Regions from separate parts of the Mus musculus genome. Here all the other regions are linked to region 3. The links are chromatin contacts, called in public HiChIP or PLAC-seq maps. All regions are on one chromosome and are shown on one strand. The core of a region is the stretch at or near the end of the contact, and the rest is flanking DNA. Distances in the headings are between cores, read along the strand shown.

Evidence for each region. HiChIP or PLAC-seq counts read pairs in DNA pulled down with a chosen protein or histone mark.
Region 1: an H3K27ac HiChIP or PLAC-seq map of embryonic stem cells shows a contact between it and region 3, with 2.8 times the contacts expected there. The contact joins the promoter of Zfp454 here to the enhancer-like site in region 3. A contact is called at or near these places in 2 of 39 promoter capture datasets (embryonic stem cells and trophoblast stem cells) and 3 of 115 datasets of contacts at active chromatin or transcription factors (astrocytes, embryonic forebrain and embryonic stem cells).
Region 2: an H3K27ac HiChIP or PLAC-seq map of embryonic stem cells shows a contact between it and region 3, with 3 times the contacts expected there. The contact joins the promoter of Zfp2 here to the enhancer-like site in region 3. A contact is called at or near these places in 1 of 39 promoter capture datasets (cranial neural crest), 5 of 484 Hi-C or Micro-C datasets (the C2C12 cell line, the HL-1 cell line, cerebral cortex and 2 more) and 1 of 115 datasets of contacts at active chromatin or transcription factors (embryonic stem cells).

Annotation. Positions count from the first base shown.
Region 1 is chr11:50,885,144-50,889,108 of GRCm38.p6, forward strand. Zfp454 (zinc finger protein 454) reads right to left here and starts at 2,358. Exons shown (of 6, transcript NM_172794.3): 1 at 2,223-2,358; 2 at 1,226-1,355. The coding sequence starts at 1,258.
Region 2 is chr11:50,913,885-50,917,832 of GRCm38.p6, forward strand. Zfp2 (zinc finger protein 2) reads right to left here and starts at 2,292. Exons shown (of 6, transcript NM_001044698.2): 1 at 2,225-2,292.
Region 3 is chr11:50,455,082-50,459,278 of GRCm38.p6, forward strand. No RefSeq gene overlaps it. Among named protein-coding and RNA genes, the nearest start is that of Rufy1, 26 kb to the left of the region's middle. Within about 2 kb of position 2,545, at least 60 of the 459 cell types and tissues checked have an H3K27ac peak or open chromatin away from gene starts, as enhancers often do. A contact at or near this core is called in cerebral cortex and embryonic stem cells, where this site is marked.

The sequences.
Region 1 (3,965 bases), core at 1,108-3,607, 430 kb after region 3:
AGTGTTTGACTGCCATGCCTGATATAGCTTATCCCTCCAAGGTCCATGTACCTGTGTGAATGTGTTGGGAAGTGGGACACCTTGAAGAGGTGGGGCTTATATGTGGCATGAGTAGTCTCCTGGAGCTCCATTCCCTGAAGGGTTTAATGCACATCTTGTAGGATTGGGAGGAATGGGGCAGGTCCCTCTGGATTGCAGTGGCTATTAAGAGCAGCACATTGTTATAAAGTGAATTTAGCACCTTGGACCTCTCTCATTTCTTCTCACCATGCAAAACTCCCCACACCTTTCTCGGTCCTGTCATGTGGTGCCATCGGCTACATATGATGCAGCCTCGAGCCCTTGCAACCTGGAGCTGCCCAATCTTGAACTTTCAGCCTCTAAATAAAGCTCTTTGATTACCAAACTCAAGAAGAGAATGAGCTGTCAGCAAGCTAGAACTGGTTGGTGGTTCTTCCAGCTTCTGACCTCCCATAAATCCCTGTCCCAGATAGTTAAAGACTTAAAAGAAAAGGAATTAGAACAGGTTTTACCTAAAGAGACTGGTACCACTCAGAATGCCTTTTAGATCTGAGCCCTTTGTAGACAGGCTCTCCATGTAGCCCAGGTTAGCCTCAACTTTCAATCTTGCTGCAGTCTGCCAAGTATTATGAATTCAGGTGTAAGCCACCATACCCAGCTTTGTGTGTGTATATGTGCCAGCTTTGTGAGAGTGTGTGTGTGGTGCTGGAGACTGAACTTAGAGCCCTATACATGCCAACCAAGTATTCTACCACAAAACTATCCCCCTAGCCTATAGAAGTAGAGTTCTTCAATTATTTTTGTACTAATCCTATATATTCTTCTTAAACAAAAGTTACACGTTATCTTTAAAAGACATCAATAACTACGTGGCGTCTAGGACACCCCATGTTCACGGGAAACAGTTCAAATTTCTTCTTTAGATCCTATGTCAGTTCCTGCCTTTACCATTTTGGACCACCATCTTACTGGCTAACAGAAGTAGAAAGGTTTTCATTTTATACTAACCTAGAATCCTGCCCAGATGTGCCACTTTCATGCCTTACAGAAAGCTCTAAAGCTCACTAGGAGGAGATGTGTGGTGGGAGGGAGCAGCTGGGGTCTTTGGGGGTGGCTGGAAAGGAAGCTTCTGGTTAGAGCAATGAATGAAGTCAAGGACACAACTGGGGATACAGGGGGACAACACTGGACAGTGATGACTCACCTGGACCAGGGCCGGGAGCTGGCTGACAGCCATTCCTTTTCTCTGGTGAGCTGAGGAGCATTGAGTAGGAAGGAGGCAGGGGAGGAGCTTTACAATTGCTGGGGTTCTCTGGCTAGAAGCATCTGCACTCCTGTAATGAGAGGGCCGGGTCAAAGGTCACAGGGATGCGCCTCACCATTCACATCCTGGCTCACTTTGTTCTTTTGCTCCCAGTGCATACTCCCTCTGAAGGTAGCTGTCCTCACCCAATCTGTAAAGTGACTTCTCCCCATGCCAGCTCTCCTTCGCATCTTTCCTTTAGTCAGATCCTGCATGCCTTCCCGTTTGTGTGGCTTTGGCTTTCCCCTGCAGAAAGCTTGCCCGGCCCAGTCCTCAAACTCTACCCATTCTCTGTCCCTTCCCCTGCAGCTATGCTTTGGCGTCTTAAGACAGCCTTTCCTCCTGGGACAGCTCTATCCCAACTAGAGGGAAGGAGGAGGCAAAGAGGTGACTTTTTCCTGAAAGGGAAGGGGAGTTAAACCGGCCAGATCTCTCTCTCTCTCTCTCTCTCTCTCTCTCTCTCTCTCTCTCTCTCTCTCTCTGTGTGTGTGTGTGTGGGGGGGGGGCTGTTTCGTGTTTCGGATGGGACAGTGTAGGGAGCGGGTTTCCGGGAGAAGAAATCATTCACATAAGTCACCCTCCACAGTTTCGTCAAGTGCAGGGGCTGCAGTGAAGGTGTCCCTTTCTCAAGTTCCTCAGAGAGAACTTGGAGCCACGCCGGGAATATAACCAGCAGCTGTATGCAACTGTATTTGTGAGTTTGCAGCAAGATGAGCTAGAGGTCCTGACCAACCCTTCTCAACGTGCAATCAGGTTCGGATCCCTTAGCTCGACTACAAAACAGTTCTGCTGGTCCCTTCCATGTGTGGAATCAAATCTCAGTACATGCGCTTCAAAGTTAAGGACGTGGGATCCACGCCTTTCAAAACGGACCACAACCCACCCTTAGTCTACGTACCCTCTGTTCTCAACTCCCAGACCTGACCTTCAGTCTCTGGACACTGCAGATCACCGTGGGGCTTCCCTTAGAAGCTTGTCCACTGCAGAGCATAGCCTCGACAGAGTAGTCAGGACACAATGAGCTGGAGCCTGCTGCTTGACGCGGAGCCGCGCCTGCGCGTTTGTCCAGGAGCCGGGAAGCCTAATTCCCACAAATCTCTCTGCTGCAGCGCTTAGATTTTTGGACTCCTTTTCTCAGAGGGAGACCAGGAGCAAAAAGCGATAAAGCGCGCCTGCGCCTAGTCACTTTGTGGCCGAAACTACAATTCCCAGAAGGCTCTGCGGTGCACTAGCCTATCGCTGGGCAGACAAGTGGTCTAGTCTTGTGGAGACCAGCAGTGAAAAAAGGTCCAGGATGCTGTTATCAAGGTTACTAGACTCTAGGATCTGCAAGCAAAGCCAGAGAACATCCAGGAACGTCGTAATAGCGCCTAACGACAGAGAAAGGTCTTGAAAGACAGTCAGTACCAAGCTCTCAAAAATGCTACAGCCTCTGTTGGAGCTGGACTGGAGAGGCATGATAGACCTTGAGTGCAGTGAGGGTTTGGGTAGCAGGATTACCGGAGGGGGGTGCGGGGGGGGGGAAGGACGATGGCCCTGGAAGTCTCTGCAGAGTAAACAAGTGTCTCTGGGAGCACGGGATAGTATATAGAGAAGCTTGGATTTACTTCTGGTGACTGTATTTTGCTGGGGCCTGTGAGTATCGAGTAATGTACCAGAATCTTTCCCTGAAGATGTCTAGTTGCCTTTGGATATGTAGTAAGTATTCATGGAGGAACTTTCTTATTGGGAGAAAAGTGAAACAAATTCAATTAAAAAAATATGATTTGAGATTGACACTTCTGGGATTGCTGGCCACCCTTTAGGATACAATGTCAGTGGCTCTGTCCTGGGCTTTAAAGATGTCATTCTCTCACTTAGGGCACACACATATAGGTTAAGGCATAGAGCAGAGAGTGTTGAAACAGAGTGACTCCTGCACTGCAGTTTTTGTGTGACTAGGGAAGGTGGTCCATCAAACAGAAAATATTCATTAGGAGTGAATGAAAGGACAGGAATGCTGAGTTAGGGGTTTCAGAGTGAGAAGGGGCAGGGTGTTTGGGAGATTTTACTGTCCCAGGAAGAGCTCCCCACAAAGAATTTGGCTTAGGATATTTGATGCTTAGCAAGACCAGCATGTTCACCAGGAACAAGGAAAGAAAAAAGGGCTCAAGATGACATTGTGTGTGACTCTGAGGTTCTGACCCCATGGTAAAAATGTGGATTTATTTTGTGTGTGAAAGGAAAGCAATGGAAGTTCCAAGTGGACAGATGAACTTATCTGTGCAGACTATGGTCAGTTCTGGGCAGGACAGATTCAGGGTGAAAACTAGGGATGGTCGTAGGACAGTGACTTAGCATTTGTTGGCTTGCTTCCTAACAATCAAAACTCATCCAAAACAACAGCAAAATAAATTAAAAACCCAGACTATGGTGTAGTTGAGGGAGAGAAAGGACAGTAGACTTGGAGTTTTCTGCAACAGTCAGTGTGTGGCATACCCTCCCTCCAGTATACACCTCTTGTAAGGCTGGGATGATCGGTTTTGTGCATGGTGTAAGATTGTCTTTGTATTATTCAAATGGTGATTTCTGTACCAGCAGAGATATGAGTACAGCCCAGACATTGGAATTGTTAAGCCACACCTGTCTTAGTTGCTTTGTA
Region 2 (3,948 bases), core at 1,042-3,541, 460 kb after region 3:
AGGAAGTCAAGATAGGAACTCAAACAGGGCAGGGACCTGAAGGCAGAAGCTGATGCAGAGGCCATGCAGAAACACTGCTTATTGCCGTGCTCAGACTGCTTTCTTATAGAACCCAAGCACACACACAATGTACTGGGCCCTCCCTTCTCAATCACTAATTAAGAAATGCCCTGCAGCCAGATCTTATGGAGGCATTTTCTCAGTTGAGGCTCCCTCCTTTTGGATAACTCTAATTTGTGTCAAGTTGATACAAACCAACACTATTACTGAGGAACCTCTGACAAATTAAGTATCTTGTCAACATCAACTGTGAGAATAGCGGCATGCGGCATGCTAAGCAATGCTGAGAACAGCTGTAAATACAACAGGCAGACTCCACCACCACCACCGCCCCTACCTCCCCCCCACCCATGTTACAGACCAACAGGGAACACCAATGCACAATTGCAATCCTAGCAGCACATGCGGTTCAGAAAAAAAAGCATGCATATATAGGAATTCAGGAATAATTCATTGAGTTATTATAGCTCAGTAGAGGCCCTGGACTTGACCCCTACTACAGTAAAGGCAGAGGGGTGGGCTGGGTAGACTGAGGATATAAGAAAGTTGGCATTATCAAGAAAGGATTCAATATACAATAACACATAGCAAGGGTTGTCGTTTGGAAAAGAATAGAGATGCAAAAACAGAATGAGAGTTCTACTAGAAAGTATAAATGAACATCTTTGTGATGCAGTGAAACAGAAGGCCTCTCTAATTATGGTAAACATGGTGGAGGTGGAGGAGGAGGGAGCTGGCCCTGGGGAATGGCTCAGCACTGGGCAAGCATGAGGACCAGAAAGCAAGCAGGAGGATGAAATGCCCGAGGGCTTGGAGGAAGATGGAGGATGCTTCTCGGCCCTGACCTCAGGTCTTCACCTGAATGTGGCTATATGTGCACCTGTACCCATGCATACATGCAGCCATAGATACATACAAGTGAAATGTAGGTTTATATGACTATAGCAATATGCAACTTTTCTGTAGATTCATCTGTTTGTACAACAGATGCAAAAGTTAGGAATAAAATGGGCTGGAGTTTAGCATAAGGATATTATTTGAAGGAGGGTCTTCTCACTAAGTAGCCTTGGCTGGCCCAGACTCTGTGGAGCAGGTGGCCTCAAACTCATCCCCCTGCCTCTGTGGGATTCAAGGCACACACTACCACACCTAGCTTGCACCTCTCCAAAGCTTAAGAGGCTACTAGCAGCACTTCCAGTTGATGTGGGGCGTCAGTCACTCTTAACACCGCAACCATCTTTAGAAACTGCTACTTTTCTGGAAAGAATAAGACAGGAGATGCCCAAAGGTCTAATTATAACGTTGACCTAGAAATTTCACTACAAGGTTTTGTGGAAAGAGGCAATACAAAGAATGACATAACTGTACCATGTCCAATATTAAAATAAAAACAAAACACAACAAAAACAAAAAAGCCCAAAAGTCCAAAGGGAACCATTCGTGAAAATGACAGCTTTAACTGCTCTTAAAAATTAGTGTCTTAAGGCTATTCTCATCTCCATTGGGTGGTGGTTTAGATGCACTTCAAGCATCTTACAAAATGCCTTTTGTAACTCCATTTTTAAAGGTGAATGGAGGAAAGGCACTAACATCTTTTTTTTTTTTTTTGGAAGCAAAAGGTTTCTATTTATACATATAACACAATACATGGACTTTAGGACAAATTTCGAATGATTTCGCTCGTACATTTTTCTAGTTGACCAATAATGAACTTAAAGAAAGGGTGGGCACGTTCTTGCTTATTCAGGACTCATTTTACAAGCTCCTCCTTCGCAGGCAGAGGGCGGGTCCCCAGCAGCGGTGCACACAATGGCCAGAGCCCCGGACTGTGGTCCCGTGCCCTGCCAAGCTTCAGAGAGCGGGTCTACCACGCATTCATAGTGCATACCGAACCAGAGCTGCTCGGCCAGGTAGAGCTGGAGAGCAGTCGGGCGCGAATGACCCCGGGGTACGGGGGGATACCGAGCTGGGGGGTCTCGGTTAGGGTGTCCTGCGGCCTGGCGCGCGCGTGAGCTGCGCACCTGCGACTTCGTGCTCCTTGCGGACGAAGGATCACCTTTCTGTCTGGCCGGCTCTGCTCTTTTGGCACCAGAGCCCCGGGCTCCCAGTGGGAACGCCTCCGCCTCCCCGCCCGTGGACCACCCGCCCGAGGAAGCGCACTCACCACAGTCACTGAAGAAGCCAGAGGCTGGCGGCACAGGCAGCCGCACTGGGCGCGCGGGACTACATTTCCCACAAGACCATGAGCCCTCGACAGGGCTTCCAGTTGCGCAGGCGCAACCGCAGGGCTGCGGGCCAGCGATTGCTCCCCTAGTGCTCAGGCAAGGTTTGCCACCTTAAGCTTATTTTCTTAAAGAAACTGGTTCTAGAACCTTTTCCTTTCCTAAATTAAGAGAACCTTGGACACCCCCTTGCATGAGGTTAGGATGAGAGGTAAGCTACTAATGTAATGTAGATACTTCACGGCGCTCTGTGACCAGGTAGTAAATGATGCACTGGCTGGGTGAATTGTTACTGTGGAAAACCAGCCACCTCTGTGAGTGAAACTCGTGGGTGCTAAGGTAGTTTCGGCTGCATCCACGGCTTTGGAACTTGGAGAATATCTTAGGATAATTTCCATCCTATCTTAGGATAGAAAGATAGGTTACAAACTGTAATATTGGGTTCTTGTCTGGCCGCTTGTTTTTTAACGTTTTTTCTTTAAAATCTGACATCATGATACTTGAATACAGTGCACTGTGATCACATTCACCCCCAGCGACCCTCATTCATGTGCCCTTCTTTCACTGACCTCCATCCTTCCCAACTAGTCCTTCTTCTATACTTTTGGTCCTTTCCCCCTCGCTTCAGCCTGTAAAACTTCTATTCCATGCAACAAAGACTATGTTCCGAACCAAATGTCGGACGGGCATCTGGAGGCCACTTTTTGACGAGGCTCAAAAATCCTATTAGCCAAACGTGCGTGCCCAAATTCCTTTTATCCCACACCTTCCGCTTTTATCCCACACCTTCCGTCTTAGGTCTTTGACATTGTGTTTCTGCTCTGATGGGAGGATCTCCTGGGACTCGGAAGCTCAGGAACCACACAGCTCTGAGGTGGGACAATGTCCCAAAAGAAGGGCACCCTGAGACATGGGAGCTGAGGAACTAGATAGCTCTAAGAGGAAGCCTCCTCAGCAGAGGCGATGCAGCTACCAGGGCATGGCGTCCTCAGCGGAGCTCAGGAGCCTCAGTCCCTCTCCTTCTCATCGTTTCTTCTCTTCATTGCTTCTTTTCTTCTTCACTTCTGACCAGGCATAAGAATCTCATGAAAGAGATTTATTGGATGGACCAGGGTGTGAAGGGATGAATCCAGGGATGGCTGCTCTCTATCCTAGGGAACAGACAACAGGGAATTAGACAAAGTGGCAGTGCTTATATAGGATCTCTTAGGGGGCGGGGCTTTCCAGGGCAGAGATTTCCAGAGTGATGATTGGTGGGATTTCAAGTCCTGAATTTGGGGAGCTCAGGGATTAGTGGATTTTCTGCTCAAGGATTGATGTTTTGTCTGTGTGTCTGTGTGTGTGTGGGGGGGGGGAAGCTCAGGAATTGGCGGCTTTTTTCACCCCCCCTTTCCCTGCATCAGGCCCATGGGTTAGATGTTTTTCCCAGCCGCTGGTGGTTTTGACTGAGGCACCGTCTCTGTAGGTTGGAGAGGAGGTGCTGGCATTATGGACATCTCCTGCAGTGGTGTTTGACCAAGGCTGTGGGCTGAGGCAGCAAAGAAGGTGTTGCCACCGTGGACAGCTCTTCATGAAGGCAGTAGGCAGAAGTAGGAAAGGTGTAGCCATGTTGAACAGTTCTTGAGGGCCAGCTCCTGCTGAGGCTGCTGAGGCAGGAAAGGCGTGC
Region 3 (4,197 bases), core at 1,295-3,794:
CAACCGTCATCTCTCCCACTGTCTTACTCTCATCTCTATGGTGACTCTTGTTAAATAAAGTGAACAGCCCCTGTCATGCGCTCTGGCGCCTAATTTGGCATCTTTAGCTGTGCCTGTCAGTCTCCACAAAACACCACGTGTCTAGTCAGTCAATATTTGGTGAATATCTATTGTGCAGTTATCTATTGTTCAGTCGAGTGACCCAAAGGTGAGTGATACAGGATGCTGTCCCTTCAGGAAGTTTCCTAGGGGGAAAAGAGAACATAGCTTCTGTAGAACATATCTACCAAGTCCCAACTTTGTATGTCTTTAGGAAGGTGACTGAGTTAAAAAATGTTTTACACGTGTGTAACTAAAATGCTTTTAAAAAAAACTTTGTCTAGCTTCCCAGTGGAAGTCGAACATTATATGATTCAGCAATCAAAATAGTATAGGAGAAAGGCACTCTTAGCAATTCTCTCCCAACTCTGTTTTCTTGCGGTGCCTTGCACATACTGGGCAATAGTGAGTTACAACCCTGACCCTCTAGATAACAGTCTTTATTAGATTCTTGGTTATATTTCTAGTTTGTCTTTATTTTTAAAATTAATTAACTAAAATAAATTTTTTTTTGAGAAACGCTCTCCTGTAGTCCAGGCTGGCCTTGAACTTGCTCTGTAACTGGGCATGACCTTGAGCTTCTTCTGATCCTCCTGCCTCCGCCTCCTGAGTGCTGGGATTCCAGGCATGTGTTTTTGGGCTTTGTTTTATGCAGTGCTGAGGATCGGAACCCAGAGTTTTGTGCGTGTAACTTAACTCTACCAACTGAGCTAGCCCTAGCCCATCGAGTGTTTCTTCATGCACTTGCATATGAATGTGTTTCGGCATACCTGCCTTAAAAAGGTGGCGTGCCATACCTTTACCAATGTATGCTGGAGCTCACTAGCTGACTGGCAGATCTGAATACCTCACTATTGTGGATGGTTACACTATGGTTAGCAAGTAGTGGGGGTTTCAAATGTCTGCCATTCCAGCAAATGGCCCAGAGAATAAACTTGCGTATCTGCCATTTGTCTGTGTGGATTTGTCTTTATAGATTTGATTTCAGTAGTGGGACTGCTGCATCTCAGGGCGTTTGCATCCCTTATCTTGCAGACTTTGCTGGCTGTCCCTCTGTTGGGGTTTATATCATCCCATCTTCTCCCATCAATGACTGAGAGTCTCTTTGGCAAGAATATTTCTAATTCTTCCTTGTTTTCTAGCTATCAAGTCCTACGCCCTCACACCTTTCCCTTGCGACATGGGGTTTGCTTCAGGGTATTATCAAAGCTTCTATTTACGCAAGTCACACTGAGATGTCCTGTTAGACTTGATTTATGGTATTTTGAATGAGGAAGCTTTATTTAATGTTGTTTTTTGAGACAGGATCTCATGTTGCTGAGGCTGGCCTCCAACTCACTATATGGCAGAAGCTGGCCTCTAGCTCCTACTCCTTCTGTCTCTGTCTCCCGAGTGTCTGGCTGGAATGAAGAATCTTGAAGGGAGCCCAGACTGTTTAAAGAATGATGGACAGGCAAGCCGGTGGGGATTCAGGTTCAAGCTGTTGGTGATTGGGAGGGTTCAGGATCAGGGACAGATTGTGAAGAACTTGGGCTGTCATTCACCGAGTGTATTTCGTGTCTGAGTGTGCACGCAGATGTGCTGTGAGAAAAGGTCTCACTATGCAGCCTCCGACTATCCCAGAACCATGAAGACCAGGTTTCACTTGTTCTCATATACAAGTGAGTTTCCGGGTGCTGGGATTTGAGGTGCTGCTGTGCTTTGTCTCCCACCGCCTGGGTCCCCATTGAGGAGGAAGAGGAGGAGGAGGAGGAGGAGGAGGAGGAGGAGGAGCAAGAGGAGGAGCAGGAGCAAGAGGAGGAAGAGGAGGAGGGAGATAGTTACCAGGAGGATTTCATTCCTGGAACCTGTGCAGGGCATGGAAGAGAGGACCGATATTCTAACTTTTAATTCTTAACTTCCTGCTGGGTGCTGTGGAGAGATCGCTATTTGGCCTATTTAGCAATCGTGTTTTCCATGAAGGGGCGGGGTGTGTGGTGGGGGTGAAACTTCGCAATTCAGTTTCCAGGCTGGAAAGGTTGGGAGGCCACTTTCCCACTTTGTCCCTTCGGAGCAGTCCTTATCATTGTTATTCAAATGCGTCGTAACTGAGACAGATTACAGGGCTGCTGGTGCCTCAGAGCCTCCCAAGCAAGAGATCTGACTTTCCACTTTCCAAGGGGAGGAAGTCATTAGTGGGGCTGTCTTGTCCAAGACGCCAGGAGGAGGAGGAGGTGTCAGCCTGGAGCAGAGAAGGCTTAGCTAGTTTAGTTTTTTGTTTTGTCTTTTCTACCCACCCTGTGGCCTTGCCAAACCCGGTTGTCTGGCTTCTGGAGGGTGTGAGCGGCAGGAGATGCTATGTGCGGTTTCCATGGCAGTAGGCCGCTGGGGACATGTGGGGATGCACAGCCAGGTGGCTGGCGCAGGCTCACCTGCTCGGCTCCTGGCAGCCGCGGTAACGAGGAGGCCTAGGCTCCCCTTTCCGCTTTTCTTTAGTTCCTGGAGCTCTGGTTACTGTCTTTATGAGTCTGAGCTCTGTGTGAGAGAACTTTAAAAAGTTCCATGTGACTTTATCTGGGGAGCGGACCGAATGGCAGCGATTCAGAAGGCAAGGATGGAAAAGTACCAGAGGCAAGGCTGGCGTAAAAGGCAGAGGTGCCTACAAAAAGGAGGCGTTCCACAGTCAGGCTCCCCAGCACAGAGAGGCTCGCCCCCACCCCGCGTCCCCAGGGTTCTCTTCGCAGTGCCCTTGACACTAGCAGGCGCAATTCAAGGGCTGGCCATCAGCGTTTGAGTCAATGTTTGATCTCTTTATTTAAGGAACTCACGAAGATGTTGACGACTCCCTGAAGTCCAACAATATCAGTTTAATCACTGCCCAATATTTTTTTTTTTTTTTTTTTTTTTTTTTTTTTTAGTGAGGACTCTTTTTATTCAAGGATCACTAGGAATTCGGGGGGTGGGGTGGTGGTGGTGGTGGTGGCGAGGGAGTTCAGATTTCAAACAGATAAAGATGTAAAAGTTAGGTCCAAGTCTACAGTGTGCTTTTCTAGCAAGTTCTTGCTGTTTGCAGGCAGCAAGCAGGCTTGTGTCTGCTCTTTGTAATCCGGTGGTACCGGAACATCTTGTATGGGCCTGGGCCCTCAGGGTCGGTTCTGGCAGACAGCAGGCTTTCTCTATCTACAGTGGTAATGCTTGGGAAAAAAATCCCATGACCAAGATTGATGGAAAGGCTTGGGGTCAGGGACTTGGACTGTGGATCAGAAAATGAAGATGCACGGCGTGGACCCCGACCAACACGGCCGCGAAGGCAGGGGTGGATGGGACATCTAGAATGTGGGGCCAGAACAGAACTGCCCGAAATCTTGAAGAAGTAGTCCCAAAGCCATGTTTTTCTTGGACACAGAAAGAATCAACAGAGTAGAACATGTTTTAGTCTCAAAGTGTACGACCACACACTGTTAGATCCCAGCCCCTCTTGCTGTCCTAGACTCTCCCAGAAATCAGGCCACACCTCCTTGCAGTTTCTTAACTATGATGCTCCAGCTTCTGACCAGAAGCCTCTCCCTCTTTCTCTCTTCAAGGCTACCTCCTGTTGCCTCTGGTATGTTGCTATATTTCTTAATGCTCTTCCATCCAACTGCCGATCAGCACCCTGACTCTGGCTCATTCTAAAGGGTAATTTCATATCCTTTCCATGACACCAATAAGCTGGCTGAAGGTTCTTTTTGTTTTACCTAGATAGAAGTTGGTAGGCAAGAAACTCTATAAAAGCTGGTTTGGGGATAAAGGGTGTATAGCTCATTTGGTAGGGGGCTTTCCTACCGCATGGGTCCTAAGTTTAATCCCAGGGTCTCATAAATCCACAGGGATGGTGCATACTTATAACCCAATACTTGGGAAGGAAAAGCAGGAGGATCAGAAGTTCAAGGTTATCTTCAGTTTGAGGCCAAAACAAAGGAAGGAACAAACAAAGCTAGCCTCTAGCAGCTTTCTTGTTCTTTAGTGTTTGAAGCGAAGTACAGTGGTGGGAAGGCAAAAGCAGTTGACAAGTAGCCCTTCTACAGTCTTCCTGCAGGGCTTGATATCTAAACCTTGGTCCTTGACAGCCACCAGTAT